Regions from separate parts of the Mus musculus genome. Here all the other regions are linked to region 3. The links are chromatin contacts, called in public promoter capture Hi-C maps. All regions are on one chromosome and are shown on one strand. Each heading gives the region's core, a stretch centred on a gene start, on an enhancer-like site or on the middle of the called end of the contact. The rest is flanking DNA. Distances are from core to core; before and after follow the strand shown.

Evidence for each region. Promoter capture Hi-C pulls out the DNA fragments that hold promoters and counts their contacts.
Region 1: a promoter capture Hi-C map of stem cell-derived epiblast-like cells shows a contact between it and region 3, with 4 times the contacts expected there. The contact joins the enhancer-like site here to the promoter of Olfml2b in region 3. A contact is called at or near these places in 5 of 39 promoter capture datasets (the 3T3-L1 cell line, the C10 cell line, cranial neural crest and 2 more).
Region 2: a contact with region 3 is called in a promoter capture Hi-C map of liver. The contact joins the enhancer-like site here to the promoter of Olfml2b in region 3. A contact is called at or near these places in 8 of 39 promoter capture datasets (the 3T3-L1 cell line, cranial neural crest, embryonic stem cells and 4 more), 2 of 115 datasets of contacts at active chromatin or transcription factors (both in embryonic stem cells) and 1 of 9 other capture datasets (embryonic stem cells).

Annotation. Positions count from the first base shown.
Region 1 is chr1:170,144,491-170,147,504 of GRCm38.p6, forward strand. The region is part of intron 9 of Uap1 (UDP-N-acetylglucosamine pyrophosphorylase 1); the gene reads right to left. Among named protein-coding and RNA genes, the nearest start is that of Uap1, 29 kb to the right of the region's middle. Within about 2 kb of position 1,286, at least 26 of the 459 cell types and tissues checked have an H3K27ac peak or open chromatin away from gene starts, as enhancers often do.
Region 2 is chr1:170,195,014-170,198,078 of GRCm38.p6, forward strand. Uhmk1 (U2AF homology motif (UHM) kinase 1) reads right to left here. Exons shown (of 8, transcript NM_010633.4): 8 at 1-3,065. Among named protein-coding and RNA genes, the nearest start is that of Uhmk1, 19 kb to the right of the region's middle. Within about 2 kb of position 1,453, at least 6 of the 459 cell types and tissues checked have an H3K27ac peak or open chromatin away from gene starts, as enhancers often do. A contact at or near this core is called in liver, where this site is marked.
Region 3 is chr1:170,643,036-170,645,830 of GRCm38.p6, forward strand. Olfml2b (olfactomedin-like 2B) reads left to right here and starts at 1,497. Exons shown (of 8, transcript NM_177068.4): 1 at 1,497-2,060. The coding sequence starts at 1,887.

The DNA.
Region 1 (3,014 bases), core at 36-2,535, 500 kb before region 3:
CTTGTCTACATAGTGAGTTCAAGGCCAGCTCTGACTATCTAAGGGTACAATAATGGCACTCTTTATCGGACTGAAAGTCCACTTAGCAGGGGTCAACCATACCTGGAACTCAGTTTAGTCAATCATCCAAGGTTGGTAAAGTCATGGAACTCAGGAGAGGCAACGCTGGCCATCTTTCTAACTATATTCTAAATATCCATCCTCATACTAAAAGATTAGCATAGCTCTTATCTCTCTCTCAAAAACAAAAACAAAACCCAAACAACCTCTCTTTGCAACAACTAGTCAAAACACAGAGAAAAAGGGCATGTGGGTGCCCTGCCCCGATGAATGCATGTACAACTCCTGTAGCAAAGGCTCAGGGAACATCTCAGAGAGGAAGCGGACAGACTTTAAACTCCAGAGAATCAGGAAAACTGTGATACTGTGTCTCCTGAAAATGACAAGGAAGCTTCACCCGTGACACCTGAACAATATGGCTGCCTGAACAAGGACAACATCAGTAGCCATGCTAACATGGAAGGGAGAACTCTCACGTGATTCCACCCCCAGACAAAGAATTACAGGCAACAAAGGAATGCTGGGAGCAGGAGAAACAGTCTTCCCAGGAATGAGCCCTCTAATTGGTGATCCAATACCAAGTGGTCAGCTCTAAAATTATAGACACACAAATAACACTAAAGGGACTAGGACGGAGCAGGCTGCTCTAAAATTATAGACACACAAGTAACACTAAAGGGACTAGGACAGAGCAGGCTGATTTACAGATTTAGGTACTTACACCTGTGTGTGTGTAAATTTACATAGATGTGCATATATACAGATACAAACATAAATACATGCATACATATATACATACATTCCTACATCAACAAGAGACCATGATTTTGACAGAAACCAAAGGGGGTTGAAGAGAGGAAAGAGAAGGGGAAAGTGATACAATAATATTTTTAAAAGATAAAATAATTTGAAAAAATGATTTTTTAAAAGAGAAAGGAAGGAAGGGAAGAAAGGAGGGAGGGGCAGAAGGAGGGAGGGAGGAAGGGAAGATGAGAGAGAGAGAGAGAGAGAGAGAGAGAGAGAGAGAGAGAGACAGGCAGATGGAACATGACTGTATTCCCAGCACTTGACCACGAACTTCTCTTAAAAACAGAAACAGTCTTAGCAACAAGTAGATGGCACACACAAAACCCAGCCTCTTTGTAGCCTCAAGCTATGGTCTCTCCTCTTCCAAGAATGGCTCCTAAAGCCAGTCAGAGGCCAGTGTTACTAAGTAGGTCACCTGAGTCCACTCAAGGCACTCTATGTTCTGTTCCAATGCCCGCAGCCTGCTGCTTCACTCATGAGTCGCTATATAGTAATGGAGACCAGTCTTGGGAATAGTCCAAGTTATCCCAATCACAGCCCCTCTGACTAAAGACACCATACCCACCCTCCAAGTTTTAGCACCAGCTCCAACATTCCCCCCCTCCTCATTTCATGACTGCTTCTGTTCACTGATAAACGTATTAGATGCCTGCACATCCCTGTCTCCAAGAATAAATATTACGCATGCCACATGTCAGAATAGTCTCACAGTGCCTGACAACATCTCTTAATTTTTATGGCTGTGCCTTGAATCCCAGTAGGCTGTTAGGAATGACTAGTCTCTCCTGCGTCGTGTGGATACTAACTGCAGCTGCAGGCTTGGGAGCTTGCTAGAGAAATGACTAAACCAATTCCAAAGGGAAATGACAGTCTAGTGACAAGAAAAGAAGCTAAGGTCTCCCCACATAGTCTGCCATATTCTTATGACAAGGACCTTCTGACCCCTCCGGAGAAGCTCAGTCCGACTAAACCAAATATGGAAAATGAAGGCCTAGCACATTGGTAAGACGCACAGAGCCCAGGTTAGTTAATCCCCTGAAGGATTCAGTCACTATGATGACAGTATGGTTTTGAACCCAAGAAACAAATCTAAAACTGGTCTGAATATGTAACGTCTGTTCCTGCCCCAAAGTGATAGTCCTTGAATCCAAACAGGAAGGAACTAAGAAAACAGACTTCAATAGGCAAATTCAGAGGCCCTGAAGAAGAGAAGACAGGACGGTCATCACCAAACCTAGACACTCAGCTTACTGATGAAATGGCCCAATAGCCAGCTGGCCCCTAATCCCATCACCAAGGAAAGTTTTAGTAGTTAACAGTAAATTAAGATGAAAAATAAAAAAGTCACTTTTGTCAAGACTCCACATCCTTGCTTTTATTCTTCAAAGTATCTCCAACTTACTTTTTCTCTGTCTTACATGAAATATTTCCATTTCATTTTTTAAATGTTTATTTATTATTGGGATATGTGTGTATGTGTGTGTGTGTGTGTGTATGTGTGTGTGTGTGTGTGTGTGTGTGTAAGATCTCCTAAACTAGAGTTACAGATAGTTGTGAGCTGCCATGTAGGTGCTGAGAATTGAACCTGGGTTCTTTTAAAGATCAATCAGTGCTCTTAACCATTGAGCCATCTCTTCAGCCCCTAAATTTACTAACTTTTAAAAGGGCAGCAAAAAGGCTGGAGAGATGGCTTAGTGGTTAAGAGCATTGACTGCTCCTCTGAAGGTCCTGAGTTCAAGTCCCAGCAACCATCTGTCATGAGATCTGATGCCCTCTTCTGGGGTGTCTGAAGACAGCTAGCTACAGTGTACTTACATATAACAAATAAATAAATCTTTTTTAAAAAGGGAGGGGGGGCAGCAAAAACATCAGCTGACCTTTAACTATAAAAATAATAGCAAAAATAATATAAAACCCACAATAAAAAAAATCTTGCCACTAACCAGGTGAGAGAGGCTGTGTTAGTTCTAGCTATAAAATGGCCTGCTAATAAAGGAAAACAAAAAGATATATACTTTAGAATCTAAATAACTCAATGATGAAAACAGTGGCCTAACCATATATGGTGGTATGTGGCTATAATCCCTGCACTTGAAGATACATAGGAAAACAGAGTTCCAGGCCAGACTTGGCTGAAAACCAAGACC
Region 2 (3,065 bases), core at 203-2,702, 450 kb before region 3:
CTTCAAGAATGTGACTTGCTTTGCTTTAACAGAGAGGTAGAGCAGGAGCAGCCGTGTTTTGTACAACAGAGATGAAATGACCTTGTAAGGCAAGCAAAAGCGGGCCTGCCTTGCCACTAAACACTAAGAACTCAGTTCACAAAGCACACTGAGCCTTCAAAAGAGCCACCACTTTTTCTTGGCATTATCATGACTGCTACCAGTCTAGCACTCCGGCCATCCTTTAGTGAGGTTCCCATGAACTCCAGCAAACACAGCTACCATGACTATGACTCTCTGAAAGGCACAAAAACAGCATGTTTAAAACAATCACTCCCGTAAGCAGCACAAGAATCAGGGAACGCGCTGAGCTATAGACACTATCAGGACAACAAAAGGTGTGTAAACTTGTGTGTTAGTCTTATATCCTGAAAAACACCTATGACCATCTATAGAACAGCTTCCTAGCAGAGCTGGGCAAGATGGTGCACATCTGTGACAAGCAGCACTTGGGAAGCTGAAGCAGGAAGATCCTGAGCTGGGGGCTTGTCTAGGCTACACTGCAAAACCCTGTCTCCAAAAACTTTCTATCCTAAATGCTCCCTGGCTTGTACATATTTCTTTTGACAGCTCATTTCTCCTATAAAGTCATAGCAAAAATACTCTAAGTTGTTTACCTTCTTCAATACCTAGTACCTGCCAACTGCTTGTCACAGTGTAAAGCAATAGTCACTGGTGACCACCATCTGGGGGAGGTGGCAAAGATAAAAATCATGATCCATCCTATGTTATAAGGTAGAGAAAGGATCAAAATTCATTCTTAAAAAAAATGGGGACACTCTAAAAACTAAAATATCCAAGCTTCTCCATGATTAAGAATCTAAAATCTAGTTCCAGGACAGACAAGGCTACACAGAGAACCCCTGTCTCGAACACCCAACCTCCCAGGAATCTAAACATACCAGATGAGCTCCACACAACAGCCTCAACAAGAGCAGTGTGTATTTGAGGAGACAGGCAACGCCAAGTGAAGAGTGCCAAACCCTAGGCAAAGAAAGGTAACTTGCCGAGCACCTCAAGAAATGGGGATTCTGTTGAACTAGAAGTGACCAAGGACGGGTGTGTAAGTGTCCACAACTTACAAGAAAGAGAGAGCTGGATCAGTAAGTGCTGAAGAAAGAACCTGATAAATGAAACTAGATCCCAGAATCAGATGTGACAGATAACTGGCCTTTCCATCAACATGTAATTCTGAAATAAGTCAAACTGGGATCATTTTATACATTTTTTTAAAAAGTATGCCAAGAAAATTCTGGACTCACACGAATCAATCCAAGTTATTCCAAGAGAAAGGCGACAGTGCAGTTCCCCTGGGACATCGGCCAGGTGAGGTTTAATATTTGACTTGCCCAGAACTTTAGCTACACATCATCCAACAGATGAAACATCACGATCTGTACCCTAACCTGAACAAAGAGCCCAGCCCGTACCCTTTGGGTGAGAGTCTAGGTAAAGTGCATGGTCACCAGTGCGTCCCCTCCCACTGTACTGCTATAATTCCCACCAGGTAGGCACGATGATGCTCATTTTCAGCGACTGTTAAAAATAAAATTGCTTAATAAACTGGCGGGAGAACTAACAAGAATGATGCCAAGTTGTCAGCCACCTGCCACATTCAGAAGAGCCATAAAACAGCATGATCCTCAGCCTGCTTCTACGTTATCCTCTAAGTGGTGCCTTGCCTGAGGGAAAGTCTAGACTAAGACAGAAGGAAGCCTTATGCCCCTCATACTTCGGCACCTTTCTCTGGGTGGCAGCACAGTTGCTGGCAGGTTAACATATCTTCAGCAGCTACATAACGACGAGAAGACCACACTCCTCTCAATTAAAACAGAGACAGATGAGTAGAACTATGTTAGTCATTTGATTCTAAAAGCAGCCATAAATTTAGATCAGTTTAGCAGAGAGGAAGAGTTCCCAAAGGGAGACGCTGTGCCAATGGTCACAAAGGAAGAAGAGTATCCAGTCATAATAAATGTAGACTTATGGTGAAATGCAGGCAGTACCTTTCTGGGGTACCCAGCACTATTATTCTCTTCCAACTACAGAGTTATAGTTTTGATAATGGCTACAAGTCTCCTCCTCCAAATACTTCAAAAGAACCCCAAGTTTTCCCTCGGGCAATCGCTTTCTGTGCCTAATCAGGGACAAAATGTGCACTGTATAGTGCTTTGGAAGAATAAAGACGAACCGAAGGAGGCAAGAGAGAAGGAAGGAAGCACAAATCTTAACATAGGGAGAGAAAAACTACCTGAGATAAAATTTGCCCCCAAAGACAGGGACTAAGTAACATGAGCGCTCACTTCTTTACCCCTTAGTAAGAGAATTCTAGGATTTTAATAATTTCAAGGAATTAAAATCCCTGTGCATATATTTATTGTGAAAATTGCATCTTTTGTAGTATTATTTGGTCCCAGTTTAAGAAAGATATTAAAATGAAAGTCCTGATAGTATCAGAGGAGGAGGAATCTGCAGCTGTCCTCTTTGGTAAAATGGGCTAAGAGCTATCACACAATGGTTTAAATCATAGCAGGTTATCTTTTGTCTTCAAGTCTGTGACTTCAATATAAACTATTTAATTCAATGATCTCAATGTAATTACTCGGGCTCACTCATTTACTTCCTCAGCTCCCTTAAAATCTGGCTAGCATCGTCTGTAACAAGTCTACAGTGTCAACTCTACACATGTGCATAGCTACATCTGCATGGATGAGGTTCACAGAATGCTGTGAGTACAGCAGTGTTAGCAGCATACTGCACGGTAAAGCTTGGCAGCCTACCTGCAGTTTATTTGCAAGGATCTCTTTTTTATGAGATATGGGAACATGTGCTAACCATACTTGCCCTTCAAAAGAATTCACTTGTATCTTGTGGTCATCAGTAGAAACGTAGAGACCTGCTACTAATGACCACAGAAGCAGCTCCTCATGTAAATATTTATGTTTTAGGAAAGCTTAGTTAGGACTTCACAGCCCTGATTCTATGTTCTTCAAGTTTGACTTGAAAACCAACCACACAATGAACCC
Region 3 (2,795 bases), core at 247-2,746:
CTATCAAGAAATGATAATATTAGTAATACTAAATGGTAACATTACACTTCTATCAACTATCATATCTAAGCTGGAGTCTGCTTTTGCTTGATTTATTACTTTCATTATCCCAACCTCTTTGCTTAGCATTAGGAACAAAGTATTCAGATTTCTCTAGGGGGTAGAATATCTTTTAGGTCTTTGCATTTGAAGGGATTGATATGCATCCAGCACAAGACATCCCAAGACCAAGTTCTCAGCCCAAAGGAGATTTATTTGCCCCCAAGGAACAAAGGGCAGGGAATACAAGTCAGGTGATAGAGAATGAAGGAGAAGGGGAAAGGAACACTGCCTCTGGATAGAGAGGAGGCAGATGTGGCACATAGGCAAATGACAGTTTATAAAGGTAAAGGGGAAGTCCCCTGTTTAGATGAGGGGTTTATTTTTGATTGTACAGATTAATTAGGGCAGCCAAAGGGAGGGGCCCTTAATAGCCTCAGGGGGCAGGAGTCGGCCAAAAGGGGGACTAGATCTTGGTGGCTGGCTTTAGGAATGTAATGGAACGGTTTTTAACAAGGAAGATGGGCTAGGAGAAGGCAAGGCCTGCCAGAGCCATGCCTGCCATGCTCAGCTCTGCTAGAGCCCCTCAGAATCGACCTGACTCTGCTGAGTATTTCAGAGTGGCAATTGTCCCAGAAGACTTAATGCTCTTTCCAAAAGTGACACATTGTTAATCTTCATAGTAGGCATATTCAGGGTCACTAATTAAAGAGCCCAAAAGAGGACCGCACCATTACATGTATATACCCTTTAGAGATTATCTGGCCAGATAGAGAGGCCTGTCCATTTGTCCCAAACCACGGAGACTGCAAGAGACATTCCCTGTGGTAGGCGTTTGATTCTGGGAAGTCACTAGGACAAACAGAACAGCAGAGACAGCAGAGACCTGTAGCCACTCTCCATATTTTAAAAATGTATCCAACTCCCTCCACATTCTGTCAGAGGTTCAAGATGCATCCTCTGGGTGGGGGTATTATCAGGTTCTAGGGTTGTAGCAGACATGAAGATTACAATTGTTCGTAAGTTCAAAGCTTCCCGTACTCCAGATGGAGTCAAGTTCCGGAAAACAAAACAAAACAAAACAAAAACCAACAACAATAAAACACTTCAAGAGAAGAGGTCGTGTTTCTCCGCTGTCCCGGTTGCAGTCCAGGGAGCAAGTCAGGGCTCCCCCGGAGCTCGGGCGTGAAGAAAACTCGAGAAAAGGCACACGGAGTCCCTCTCGGATGACCATTTACAATCAGATGCAAGGCCAGCAGCGCCCTTCCCACGCCAGCCGGCGCCCGCTTAAGCGCAGTGGCTGAACCCTAGAGGAGGCGGGGTCCCCGGGCGCAGCGCCCAAGTCTGTGCGCTTCCCGGTCCTCCTCCTCCGGGCCGTCACTGGCTGCATCTTTCTGCCCGGCACAATAGAGGCTCCGCCCTCCCTCCGCGCCAGCCCCGCGGCGCCCTGGGCCAGCAGCCCTCCCTTGCCTCCTGCGCTGTGGCCACTGTCCATCTTGCGCCCAGTCTCCGGGTGTCCCGAGTTTCCCGGCGCTAGCCTTCCACCTGAGCTCACGCTGCTGCGGCTTGCCCTCGTCGAGCCGGCGCCCTCCTCTGCTCCCTCAGTCACCTCTTTCTTGTGTCCTCTCTGCACAGTCTAAGCTGCTGGGGTCTGGGAGGAGATGTTCAGGGTCTCTGGGGAGCACAGTCCTGCTCCACTCAGCCACACCCAGCTTTAGACGTTAGACGGTTCTCTGAACATCTACTCTTCCGGACTCCAGTGAAGCCGCCTTCCAGCCTGTCTTTGCTGAGACCTCCGACCCAAGGTGGTCTCTGTAGGGACTAAAGTCCCTACTGTCGCATCTCTCATGGCCTATCCCCTGCCATTGGTTCTCTGCTTTGCTCTGGTGGTGGCACAGGTCTGGGGGTCCACTACACCTCCCACAGGGACAAGCGAGCCCCCTGATGTGCAAACAGTGGAGCCCACGGAAGATGACATTCTGCAAAACGAGGCGGACAACCAGGAGAACGTTTTATCTCAGGTAGGATGAGGAATCGCGTGCCCACCCCTCTTGCCTTGGGGGACCTCAAGGACCTGAGGCTGGTCCTGGATGAAAGATTTATGAGCAGCTGTTTTTCTCTGTATTTTTAGTGAAGTGGATGTTCACTTTTAGTTTATCACACTATATTGCTCGTTTGGTGTTGGACAGGCTTTCTCGTAGACCAGGCTGGCTTCCAGCTCACTTTATAGCTGAGGCTAGTCTTGAACTTCTGGTCCCTCTTACCTGCACTAAGAGTGGAGATTCTACAGCCCTGACTTTAGTTTTGTTGGGTTGTGTTAAAGTACTGTGTTAAAAAGTAAGGGCATGGGTCACAACTGTGGAGTGTTTCAGGCTTACCAAGTCAGGAGAAAGGAGAGGAAAGGAAAATACCACTGAGAAGAAAGGGGTGTGTGTGTGTGTGTGTGTGTGTGTGTGTGTGTGTGTGTGTGTGTGTGTGTGTGTGTGTGATGTAATGGTTGTGAAAAGTCCCTCTTGCCTATGAGACTGCCTGTCAGAATTGGAATGTGTAAACAGGAGGACAAGTTGGAAAGGAGGCAGATGGGATAGGTATAAGCCATGGGAGGTGGTTTATGGCTTCAGAGGAGACACTCGGACAGAAGCACTTGGTGAAGACAGAGTGTGTGATGTGCTACATGTGTGATGCTTATGAGGGGGACTCCAAAACAGAGGGATTTATGTTAAGACCTGGTGTACCTGGAGTGGAGTGTCAGTGCC